2 separate regions of the Sus scrofa genome follow, and region 2 is linked to region 1. A link is a contact called in public HiChIP or PLAC-seq data. All regions are on one chromosome and are shown on one strand. Each heading gives the region's core, a stretch centred on a gene start, on an enhancer-like site or on the middle of the called end of the contact. The rest is flanking DNA. Distances are from core to core; before and after follow the strand shown.

Region 1 (6,299 bases), core at 1,564-4,063:
AAATGCCCCGGTCCTCCCTCTGAGAAGATCCCCTCTCGGGAAGAAAAAAGAATTCTCTTCCTCCATTAAAAAAAAGGAAAGAAAAGAAAAAGCACTCTCCCCATTTCCCATGTGCAGCAGCTGAGTGTACAGTGTGATACATACAGAAGCTTCTGGAACCCCCTCCCACCACCAAGCAGCCAAAATTCAATCCTTACCAGGTTTTTCAGTTTACTTTTTTTTTTTTTTTGGCTACATTAGAGCTTTGTCCTCCCAGGAGAGAAGGGTCTTCTCTCCCATCACTTCACGACTCATCCATTCCCCCTTCATGCTCATTTTCGTTTTAAAACTGAGAAATCCAGAGTTGGGTCCGCTTCTCACAATCGGATTTCATCTTTGCACTGCTCGAAAAATGCACACAGCAAAAACCTACGTGTGCTTGGTTTATCTTTGTGCCTTGGGCATTTTCATTTTGCCCACACCCTTCCTTGCAGGCAGGAAGAGAAAACGCAGGGCTGGAGGGCCGGGCTCCATCTCGAGAAGGCTCTAGACCTTTGTGCTCACTGCTCTTTTCTCGATCCATCCAGTAGGCTGAGGCCCTTCGGGTTTTGTACCCATCCCTTCCCTTGCAAGGCAGATACAGGCTTCTAGCCGATGGTCTGCTTGATTGTCTAAACCACAGGTAAATGGTTTCCTGTGCATTTCTCAAAGTAAGTGTTGAGCAAAGGAAATGAAATCAACCTGTTTAATAATCACCAATTTGCCCTCCACTCCACTCCTTCAAAAAGGGTTTTAAAGGCAGGGGCAGTTTAACATCTTGGACATTTGCATTGTCAATCTTAGCTTCAGTGAGTACCAGCCTTAAAAGCCATCTCCACTTTAATAAAATGTGTAACTCTTTCTTTTGAAAAAATACCTGCACTCTTCCTTATGTAAGAATGGAGGAATCCACTCAAGACCTTAAGATAGCTTGTTTTCCTTTCTGCCTATTAACGGCCCCTCAATCTAAGGCTTGGCTTTTACCCACCAGTTTAAATAGGTGTATTCAAATGATTGAGAAGTTATCAAGGACTCAAAGCTAAGCCCTGGAGGTGAGCCAATTAAATCCTACTGGATTTTAAACAGCACCCATTTCATCCTTGTCCCCCTGGTGTCCTTCAAATCCAACAGTTTTTCATTATCTAAATTGAGAATTCATCTTAAGTCCTAATCATGCATCCCAAGTACACCGATTTCATAAAAGCTATTTTAACGACTTAATTCCAATTGGAACCAGCCATTAGACAGAGGAAGCACAGCTCTTGAATCCTTTTATAAAGCAGTTATTAAAAATGTTAAATTTTCCCTTATCTCACAAGATGCATTCGCAATTGGCTCAATACCCCTGGCTGTTTGACACCTGAAACAAAGAGTGTGCCTGTGAATCACCACCACCTTCGGGTTCTTGATCAGGTGTGCAAGAGATTCAGTGCTGGCTTAACCCTTTTTTAAAAAGAACTGCAAATTTATGTTTATCAAAATTTTCATTCAACTCTGGATAGTAAGAATTCCATCAGCCTAAAAAAAAATACAAAAAAACCAAAAAAAAAAAAAAAAAAAAAAAACCCCATCTCCCGGTTACCTAGCATAGACGCGAGGTATTTCAAACCTGGATGAAACCCATTTGTGTCTAGCATAGACGAGAGGTATTTTAAACCTGGATGAAACCCATTTGTGTCTAGCATAGACGCGAGGTATTTCAAACCTGGATGAAACCCATTTGTGTCTCCGGAGAATTTACCCAAATTACCAGATGTCTGTCACCTCCTGCTTCCCAGCGCACCCACTCTTTTGGCCCTTTTGCCAAGGTTTCCTCTGAGGAAGCCGCTCCTTTCAGAGACCAGACCATCACACCAGCCACGTTTTAAACTTTTTATTTGCATATTAAAAAAATTGTGCATTCCAATAATTAAAATCATTTGAACAAAAAAAAATGGCACTCTGATTAAACTGCATTTTACAGCCCGCAGGACACCTTGGACCAGCTCGCTTTTTACTCTAAATTCCACCCAGCTTCCTCCTTCACCAACATGCAAGTTCTTTTCCTTCCCTGCCAGCCACCCAGGCAGATGGGAGAGGCAGGCGCGGCCTTCGTGTCAGTAGTTCGCCATTCTTTGATGTGAAAAGGGGCAGCACAGTCATTTAAACTTGATCCAACCTCTTTGCATCTTACAAAGTTAAACAGCTAAAAGAAGTAAAATAAGAAGGCAATGCTTGTGGAATGTACAGTGCATACTGGCGGCGCGCGCCTCATTACGACTCGCCTGCTTGCTTCTCCTGTTCAATCGCTGTGACCGGAAAGAAAAAGACAAAAAGAAAAAGAAGATGGAGGAGGCTGACGAGGCGAATTCAGTATAGCCTAGGATAGGAGTCCCGTACTTTCGTTTTAAAACATCTTTATCACAAAAATTCTCCAAGGACAACTGAGGCAGCCCATCATGCGATATGTGCATGAACCTGAACATGTGTAAATATGGTCTGTTACACATTCCATTAGGAAATTATTAAACCCCTGTGTTTGTTGGCTGCAAAACGCTTTTAAATTAACCTTTCCAAGCCATATTCATCAAAAACCTGTGGGCTCCTCCCCCGCACACCCCGCCCCCCACCCCAATTCTTCTCCCAGCCCCTCCCAAGCTCTCCTACCCGCCCCGCCCTGGCTTTTTCTTAAAGGGGGTGGGGGGGGCTTGCTTACTTTCTTTTGAAGGCAGTGGATTTTTCTCTTGCGTTTCTGTCTTCTTCAATTTCGACTTATCGAATTTCTCAATCTCAGCCATATCGGGTTTGTCAGACATGGTTGCAGAGGACGCTGCAAAGGTACAAAGCCAAGAGGGAGGTTGACGGCGAGCCACCCACCCTCGGCTCTCCGGGCCCAGAAATGCGCTTCTGCCCTTGCCTCTCCCGCCTGAAACCCCAACTCAGCCTCCTTCCGCTTTCACTCTGGGCTAAAAAAGATCTTCCTCTTTCTACAGAGAAAAAAAAAAAAAAAAAGAAGCCTCCCCCCCCCGCCCCACCTCCTTTGAGTATTTCAAAAGGCCGGGGACCGAGCCGAGGCTCTTCTAAGGTGAGATAAACTCTCACATTTGGAGGCTGTCTCTTTCGGAACAATGAAATTAAGCCTTGTGGCTCGTTAACTGCAGCGTTTCAACTTCAGAGAAGAGCGTAGCCGTTTGGCGTTTAAGGGCAAGAAAATCGAGTAAAACTTCTTAAAATGAAGCCACGGTGGCACAAAGCGTTTCCATTTTCTATCCACGGCCTCTCTCCCAAAGATGCGGGCTGCCCTGCTTTCTTCTCTAGTCACAAAGGCGGCAGCTGCTGCCGGGCGCCGCCGACCACCGCCCTACCCGCTTCCTCCCTCTCTCGCTCAACAATGCAGCCAGCCGCGCACAAAGCTGCCCCCGCACCCTCTGGATCAACCCTGATCTGCATTTCAGAGCCATTCGGCTGCACCGCACACATTGCCCTGCGAGAAGGACCTTTGCAACATTTCACAGCACAGCCTCCAGCCGCCTTAAACCCCAACAGATGCAGCCCACGGGGCTGGAGGCAAAACGGGATTGCGAAGCCCCGCGCTTGGGTGGGTGTGAGCTGGAACAAAGGATCTTTCTGTTCCTATTAATCACCCGCCTAAGAGGCAAGGCAGAACGCCTTTGGGGGAAGGGAAAAAATGTTCCCTTCGAAGCTGCATAGCAAAACGCCAGTTTTCACTTAAAAAAAAGAAAAAAAATCACCGAGTTCCCGACCCGGCTACCCAGCATCTGGAAGGGTTTGGCATCCCCAAGCTCCCCAAAGCAGCCTTTTCCCGGGAGGACGACTCAGGCTCGGCTGTGGGGATGCTGGCGGGGAGAGCGGGCGCGGGGCAGGAAGGGGAGCGGAGGGCAGGAGGCAGGGGCCCCGGGGCTCACCGGAGCGAGGCGCGAGCGAGAGGAATCCGGTCTACGCAGTGGCCGCCGCCGAGTGCCGGGCGGGGCGCAGTGGCTGTCGCTATATGCGCGCTCCTATGTAAATGAGGTGATGTCACCCGCCGGCCCGCTTAACCCCTTCGCGCCGGGTCCCCGGAACGGCGGAACGGCGTCCGGGCCCTGCCTGGCGTTGAGGGGGAGGGGGGCTGGGCCCGGGGGAGGGGGCGCCACCCGGCGTCCACCCGTGCACCTAACCGCAGTGAGGGTGAAAAATAAAATGCGTGTAGCCCACCCTGCAACGCTTCCTTTATAATGCATTTTCCCCCTTCTCTGTTCTGTCATAATGGATTTTTGCAACAGCCGCGCAAACCTGCTCTTGGGCACCGGAACCTGGTAACTAAGGGCCTAGGTGGTACCTAGGGGGACAGGCATTCCTTTACTGCGTAGCTGCAGTAAAGGAGCATCCCCAAGGCGGGGTGCGGTGTCCCCTGCCCCAGGGCCTCGCCCTCTGCAGGGGTGCGATTCCTGTGACTCAGCTTTGAGGCCAGGGGAGGCCCTACGCCCCACCCTGGCCCTCTTTGTCTCCTTACTTGCATTCTCCTAGACTTGGGTGGGAGCCAAAGCACCCTTAAGTGATTGGGGAAGAAAAAAAAAAAAAGTGTTACATGCATTTTTTTTTCATCGCTAGCACCCAAATCAAATAACTGGAATATCTGCTGGTTGGCAGTTCATTTCTCAGGAGTATAGAGAGCCCGTCGCCTCTCCCTGAGAAAAAAAAATAAGTCAAGTTCAAGCTCTGCTGTTGCCTTGCTGCCTGGACAAGGAGGAAGTTCTTTTACTTCTGCTGTTCCTTATTTTCCTGAATTATAAAAGTGATTGCGAAGGAGGCCCCGGGTGGAAGGCCCAAGACTGCAATCGCACCATCTCTAACACCCGAAGATGGAATTTAAAAGTCGAACTCCGTATTGCGAAGGGAGGCTCTTGAGCACGATTCCATTTTGAAGCGCGCTTCTGAGTCACGTCCGGAGACGCGGGAGCTCCAGGGGCCGAGGAGCAGTTTTCAAAATGGCCCCTGACTCTGTCCCACGAGGGGCCCTTCCCCCGGCAACTTAGCTGCCAGTACCCGGCGGGGGGGGAAGGGGAAGGGGGGGTGGCGGCTGCCCGGGGCCTGGGGAAGAAAGAAGAATCAGGTGGTGACTGTTTTTTGGAGGAACAGCACAATACGCTCCCTCCCTGCGTCCTCAGAAAATGTTTCCAGGAGCCCCTCGCTGATCGTGTTTCTGGCAGAGGCTTCGGCCGCCCTGGGGATTAGAAGCCGTTGTGCGAGAGACCCTGACGAGCCCCAGCAGGAGCATCTTCGACTTCCCCATTTCTTCCACGTGGACTTCCTTCTTCTGGGGAGGGAGGGGGAGGGGGCTGCGGGCAGGGGCAGGTGACAGTCTGGGTTCCTGGGTTCCTGCTCCACTGGGCGGCTGCCATTCTGCTCTCCGAATGGGGAGGGGGGGGGCCCACCGGGCCTTTGGGGGCAGGCACAGGATGTCACCTCTGCGGTGACACATATCCCCCTGAACCTCGGGCCCGAGAGTCCACTTCATGGTGGAAACTCAGCAAAGAGCCCACAGGGTGGACTTGTGGCCCCCGTGCAGCTGCCGGCTGCTGCGTGCTGACACCAGCTCTGCCAGGTCTGGGGAGTCCATTTCCCCTCACCCAGCTGCTGTCAGAAATCTCGTCTTTTCAAAGGACTGTCACTAAGTTCCCCAGCGTCTCCCCGAGGCCTTTTCCTCCGCGAGGGCTGGAGGGCTGGAGGGCTGGGCCTTGCCGAGCAAGTCTCCAAAGGCCATGCAGGCCTGGCGATTCGTAAATGCCTGGAGCATTTTTCTAGTTGGCTAACCAGCAGCCCTCCTGCTGCTGCGTTTCGATTTGGATCTAGAGAAAGGGTCAGAGAGGGAGGCAGCTGCTGAAAGGGAGAGAGGCTGCCATGTTGGGCTTTGCCTGGCTGACTTGCCAGAGGTTGGAGAGAGGATGGAAAAAGCGGGATTCAGCTGGAAGCAAATGCAAACGCGGGGACGAGGCCTAAGAGTTGTGGGCCCCGGGCCTGTGAATGAATCTTTCCAAGAGGAGTTTGCTCCTCTGTGAAATGGGATCATTGAGTGCTTCAGCCGCCCACCCTGGGCGGTTGCTTCTGACAGCGTGTGACCGTATGGTTCTTGGTTTGCTTTGTATTGCTGCTGTTAGTATTATTCAGGATGGAGGGGTGAGAGACAAAGAATGTTTCTTGTTTGGAATTGATCGCGAATGTTAGATGTTTTTATACTAGTTCTTGCTCTTATGAAGTTTCAGGATACTGAGATGTTCCTGAGATCTTTGGCGAGGTTTCCA
Region 2 (6,299 bases), core at 2,231-4,730, 710 kb before region 1:
TAAGGCTTTTGAGCAGAATAGTGAAATGATGAAACATGTTCAAAGGTGTTCATGTTGCAGATACTGTTAAATAAAAACACATCTGTGCCTCAATACCCTGTTACCCCCACTTTTGGTCCTCAGATTACATAGAGTTAGATTCAATATCTAAAAGCCAGCATCATCTCACTTGGAGGTAGAGGAATTGCTTCTAATTTTAATAGAAAATGTCCTATTAAGGAATTGTCAATACTGTCCATCCTGCTTATTGCAGGAGACACGTCCTGTGCCACACTAGGTTACTCTTGCAGCCCCAAGGCTACAGAATGACTGAAGCCAGTGCTGTTGGGAGCACAGAGCGGTTTTCTAGAAGTTCTTCTATAGGGGATATAAAGAGGTTTGCTGGACAAACGGATGGTTTTGGGACTGGAGTCCAAGTTGTCTTGGAGGGGACTTCTAAGTTCATGGAGCTCATCCTCCCACTCTGGCACTAGTGGCCTTTCAGCCTCCCCTTACTCGCTTCCAGTGAAGAGGGTGGGGGAAGGGGAGTCCTCTCACCAGGCAGCCTCAAAGTTCTTTAGTTGTTGCCAAGTTCTCCATTATATGGACCCACCTAATTTTCCATGTAACCTGCGAGGAGCAGTCCTAGGCTTGGCCTCTGGAACAGTTTGGAGTAAGTCTGTCTAGTTCACAGCTAGCAAATAGTTGGCACTCACATAGGCACTGCCCTCTCCCAAACCCACAGCATTCGCCGATCATTGATCACAGCCCTCCTTCCCGCTGACCACCCTAGGGGTCTTCTCAGACTCTCTCACACCATTTCCTTAGAATGAGCTCACAAGACCCATTTGCCATCCCTAGTCCGATCCCTTTTCCATTAGACAGCTTCACATTTAAAGACTGTACCATACCCCACTCCCCCCGCCCTCCACAAAAAAGCTCTCCCCCGACACCACCAGTTTAAACATCCTTCGGTAGCTTTTGCTAGCTTTTGTCTTGTTTCCAGAACAGTCCCTAGCCTAGATGCCTCCCTCCTCCCAACACACACAGTTCAGAATTATTGATCCTTTTAAAATGCGATTCCCAACAGTGAGTACGTTCCCCAGAGATATTATTAGTAAAGAGGACATCGTGTTTAATACAGCCTAGAATTCTATTAGCTTTTTTGACCACTGGATCAGATTCCTGCCTCTGATTGAGCTTGCAGTCAATTAGAAAAGCAATGAACTGCTCTTATTCTAGTTTCCCTCATCCTGTTGTGCAGGACTTTATTTCGAATCCTCTTAAATCCTGTCCTGTTCATGACACCTTTTTCTCCTTTTGGTCTTCTAATCAATTAGCTGCCCTTAGCTCGTTATCTGTGCGAGCTGGCTTCCTCTTAGTTACTGATTCCAACGTTGAGACAGACTAGGTCAAGCTCAAACTCAGCTGTTTTCCTCGAGACCCCATGCTGTCATCTGACAGGAAGCACTTAGTTAACACTGCAGTCAGTTCCCAGCTGTGCCTCCTTCAGCAGAGAAGGAGTGCTTCTTGGCCCTGGGCAGTGCTGTGGCTCTGGGGATACACAGACCGACATCCAGGCTTCAGGTCACCTAACCACCTCCCATTTCCCTTCCACACCAAGCAGTGTAGGTCTGCTCTGACTTCTCACACTGCACGTACGAGGGTAGTAATCTCTTCGTTTTGTCCAGAGATTCACATGAAATGACTTGGTTTATCACAAATGCTCCCAGCACAGTGTTTACCAAAGACAGGCATTTGATACATATTTCTGTTGGTAATTTCATCTCTTGGGAAGTACTCAGCTGCAAACTGGGAGATAACCTTTTTTGTTTCAAGTTGGAGTAGCAGTTACTCTGGCAGCAGGGCGCTTTTCTGTTCCTGGGATTTCTGCAAAGTCAGTGATCAGTAGTTAGAGAACCACAGCTGTTAGCCCAACATACCTCATTTGCAGAGAGGGGAAGACTTCGTTGAAAGGTCTAGATATTTCTTTAACTTACCTGTCTTGAGGTTCACAGCTTGCCTAGCCTTATTTCTTCCCCACTTGCTGTGTGAAAATCATTTTTTTTTCTCGTTTGGCTTTTTAAGGCCACACCCCCAGACTAGGAGTCAAATCAGAGCGGCAGCTGCTGGCCTACACCACAGCCACAGCAACACAGCCTCCGAGCCGTGTCTGTGACCTACACCACAGCTCACGGCAACGCCAAATCCTTAACCCACTGAGCGAGGCCTGTGTCCTCATGGATACTAGTCCGGTTCATGACCACTGAGCCACGACGGGAACTCCTGAAAATCATTCTTTGAGAAGACTGCAATTCTGCACACCTGTGTCCTCTGGCCGTTAGGTACCAGGTGCTTGAGGTAATCGACCTTCTCCCTTGCTTTTTCCTGATTGTAGCCTAGAAAGGCTTTTGTTTTCTTAACGTATTTATTCCACAGATGTCAGCTCGTTTCGGGCTTTTGCCCTTCTGGTGCTAGCCTCAGTTTCCCGGTCCTTTTTTCTGCTCCTTACTAGTTAGGGCCCTCCTCCTTACGTCCTACACACGTGCTCTTCCACCTCAGGCAAGTCCTTGTTGAGTCCTTCAGTTGCCTCTCTTGAAAGTAGCTGTCACTCCATCCACCAGAGACTGCTGTTTTCACCACAGGTGGGAGTGCTGTCCCTTGGAAGGGAGGGTTTCTTCATTGGCACCTTAATAACCTTAACACCTTCTCACAAAGGTGTAGCTTGTGACTTGAACACAGGTGTCATCAATCAGGCCCCTGAGGGCCTTAAAGGGCCTCGGCACTGAAGCTTCCAGAAGGTTCTCTCCCTTACAGAGGCCAATTATTCCTTACCCCCGCCCCCCACCCATGCCTCCCGTTCCTCCATTCCCCTTCCTGTATTCCAACATCATACTCCGTTCCAGACACACACACACACACACCCTTCTGTGAGCTCTGAGCACTTTTTATGTGCTCAGCTGCTGTGGGTAGAGGGGATACTTGCTGGAAAAGCACAGTGGCGGTTCTCTTCAGACTCACCCCACATATTGCTCTGAGTGGCTTCACCTCCGGGTACCACTGCCAGCCTCCCACACCCCCTCTTTCCACAGGGCCTTGAAACCCGAGTCCCATGGTAAACAAACTCCTTGTGTCCCCACTCTGTGGAGGACGCACCTTCTACTTTTCTGCTGGTACTTACTTTTTCTTATACCCGCAGATTTTGCAGCTTGACGGTGTTAGTTTGCTACTACGGCCTTAACAAGTTACCACAAGTTCAGTGTCTTAAAAACAACACACATTAGCAGCTTACCGTTCTGTAGCGTAGAGGTCCAACCCGAGTCTCACTGGGCTGCAGTCCTTTCCGGAGGCGCTTGAGGAGAACGGGTGTTCTCGCCCTCTCCAGCTTCTCGAACCTCCCGCGTTCCTTGACTCGCGGCCTCTTCCTCCGTCTTTGTAGCCGGCCTCGCCGTCGCTCCCTGGGCCACCTCCCACAGCTCCGCCCCGCGCGGGGCGGGCCCGCCCCCTTTCCCTTTAAGGCCCCAGCGGAGGCCCCGGGGCCCCGCCCCGCCGCCCCAGCTCCGCCCCGCCGCCCCGGCTCCGCCCCGCCCGCTGGCCGGGCTGCTGCTGAGCGGCCTGAGCCCTTTGCCCGGTAAAGCAGCCCGCACAGGCTCCCGGGTTCAGGGTGTGGGCCCCTTGGGGAGGGGCGGCTGTTCTGGCTCCACCGCATTTTCAAACTCGGCCTGTCCCTTTTCCTCCCTCTTCCTTCCCTTTCCTCCTCCCTTTCTCGGTGAAGAGCAGCGTCGCCTTGCTGTTCCCCTGCGTCGCCTCAGCCACACGTGCGGAAACATCCTCGGTTCTAGCCTCTTCGAAGCCTCAGCTCCCGGTTAGGCCAGTGCCAGCTCTGCAGCGACCCCCGCTCCTCGAGGCCCTGGAGATGCTGGGAGGGCCCCTGTTTCAGCGAGGGGAAGGGTGAGCCGGGGAGCAAGCCTCCCTCCTCCCAGACAGCACGCTGCCCAGCGTGGGGCCCGGCTCGGCGCCCGCCCCGCCCTGTAAGCCCCAGTCCCTTCCTGAGACTCGGCTTCCTTTTCCCCCACTTCCCCTTCCAGCTTCTCCTCGTCAGAGGGACGGAGCTGCCTGCCTGGCTCTTCAGCTGCGTGTGGGGTAACACCGTGGGCAGCTTGCTGTGGCGCCTTTATGCCGCATGGCCCGCAGCCCCCTTTCTGCGGCTGCTCCCGCGCTTCTGAGCCCGGGGCTTCTCTCCCAGGCGTCTAGGTGTGTGTGTGTGTGCGTGTGGAGCGATCTTCCTTATACTATATTGTCTTGTGCAGCTTCTTAAATGTGTGTAGGGGCAGACATAATTTCCTTACAGGATTTTTTTCCCCTGCTGCTGCTTCAGTGTTTGTTTGGAAGAAAGTAAGCCCTCCCCTTGGCAAACTCCAGCTATGAAACCTGTTCCAGCAGGAATGGATGATGTCACTGTGCACCTTGTTAAGTTTCAAGCTCCCATCCCTCTCCCTTCACTTTTGCTTGAGAATTATTGCCAGTTCGCCTCCTTCCCCATAGCTTTTGTATCGCTCTCGCCTTTTGTGTCCAGTTTTACTTTTTCTCATCTTTCCCTTAAAACAGGGACCACCATGTTCTGTAAAGGGCCAGATGGTCTCTGGGTGACGGCCCCCCTCTGCTGCTGTGGGCAGAAGCAGCCTTAGATGACAGTGGCAGGGAGAGGACGGCCCAGGCCAGATAGGCCCACAGACGGTGGTGTGCCAGCCCCTGCCCCAAATAACCTTTTCCGTCTGACTCACCTCGTCATGCCAGGAGAGTCTCCTATCTGCCTTTTCTGCCAGTTGCAGAGTGAAAAGTGCCAGCTGTGCCCTGGTTCTCTCTATGAAACGTTGTTTGCCCAGGAAACACACTTCAGATCTCTGGAGTTCACCACACGTTCTGTGTGAACCCATGGAAGCCCAGTGGGGCTTGATGAGCCCTGGGTTCTGACACACCTCAGAGTACGTTCCCCGAGACTGCAGGCTCCCAGTTAAGCAGATTCCTCCCAACCCCAGGAGGCTTCCTGGGCCCGTCTGGGTCGGGGGTGCACTCTTCCGCAGGGTTTTAAGGAACATTTCCTGAGCACCGCCTGGGAGCCAGACCCTGCCCTGGGCGCTTTGCGGCCTCTAGGTCGTGTCGTCCGCAGACTCACAGACTCACCGTGAGGGGCTACAATGGTCACGGTCATCCTGATTTCCCAGAAGGAATCCGACGGTGGCCAATGAAGCACCAGGACCGAGCCTGGCTCCTGTGCCAGAGCTACCGTGAAACTAGCTTTGTCTGAGTCCAAAGACTCACATAAATCCATGTCTGTCCATCTGTCTGTCCAGATTTTGTGCTAAAAGCCATGGAATCATTGATTTCTCCTCCACTTTCTCTTATATTCCTTGAGCAAGCCTATTAACCGCAGTTCCGAGACCTCTTAATGCCCCAGAATGTCTTCCTTTTTGGATATGATTTCGTCCCTCTTTTCTAGAAAATAAAACTTTGTTGGAGTTCCTGCTGGGGCGTAGTGGGCTAGTGATCTAACCTGTCTCTCTGGTATTCCCGTTCTGATCCCCAGCCGGGCCCAGTGGGTTAAGGATCCTCCATATACTGCAGGTGCAGTGGGGGGTGGGGGTGGTACTGTTTCTTCCTCTCACTGACATGTCTGAGAGGCATACCTCAAGCTCTTCCATGTGCAGCGTTGCATTCCTAGCATAGACCCTCGGGTAGGAAGCTGGACACTGCACACGGTCTGCAGATGAAGGCTAGAGGGGCGTGCCTTTCTGTAGGTGACATGCAGGAGAGTGGTTTTTAGCTTCCTCAGAAACATCCTTCCTGAAACTTTGTAAGGCAAGCCAATTATTTCCTAATCAGCATCCTTTATGATCTTTCCAGGTGTCAGCACTGCTACTAACTGGTCCCGTCCAAGTGTAGCCTGGCTGTTCCACACTTTCAGATCATGACAGTGTTGTTTCTGTGATTTCATAGTAGCGGTCTTCTAGTTTCCCTATGAAAATCTAGAACTGGATTCTGCATATCACAGAGAAATCATTTGTATCATTCAAAAGCCGTGTATCTACAGTGGTATACTGGGAAGCCTGCCAAGCTTAGGGGCCACCTCCTCTGCAATTCAGGTTTAAGTAAAACCAAAAAATGGAGTTCTTCACTTCCTGTTAACCAGTTTTGGTTTTCAGTATTGAGTACTGAAAATATGTATTACTTTCATTTAATTAGGAGCTGTATATTGAGGACGATGTCTGGAAGCTTCTACTTTGTCATTGTTGGTCACCATGACAATCCAGTTTTTGAAA

The links. HiChIP or PLAC-seq counts read pairs in DNA pulled down with a chosen protein or histone mark.
Region 2: an H3K27ac HiChIP or PLAC-seq map of alveolar macrophages shows a contact between it and region 1. The contact joins the promoter of OFD1 here to the promoter of TMSB4X in region 1. A contact is called at or near these places in 1 of 5 promoter capture datasets (liver) and 1 of 2 datasets of contacts at active chromatin or transcription factors (alveolar macrophages).

The regions. Positions count from the first base shown.
Region 1 is chrX:9,647,240-9,653,538 of Sscrofa11.1, reverse strand. It overlaps TMSB4X (thymosin beta 4, X-linked), which reads right to left and starts at 2,813. Exons shown (of 2, transcript NM_001044555.1): 1 at 2,714-2,813; 2 at 2,272-2,306. The coding sequence starts at 2,813. The coding sequence ends at 2,272. It overlaps LOC100511794 (a long non-coding RNA gene), which reads left to right and starts at 4,136. Exons shown (of 3, transcript XR_002340577.1): 1 at 4,136-6,299.
Region 2 is chrX:10,358,584-10,364,882 of Sscrofa11.1, reverse strand. OFD1 (oral-facial-digital syndrome 1 protein) reads right to left here and starts at 3,480. Exons shown (of 23, transcript XM_021079582.1): 1 at 3,272-3,480. It overlaps TRAPPC2 (trafficking protein particle complex 2), which reads left to right. Exons shown (of 5, transcript NM_001244809.1): 2 at 6,223-6,299. The coding sequence starts at 6,242.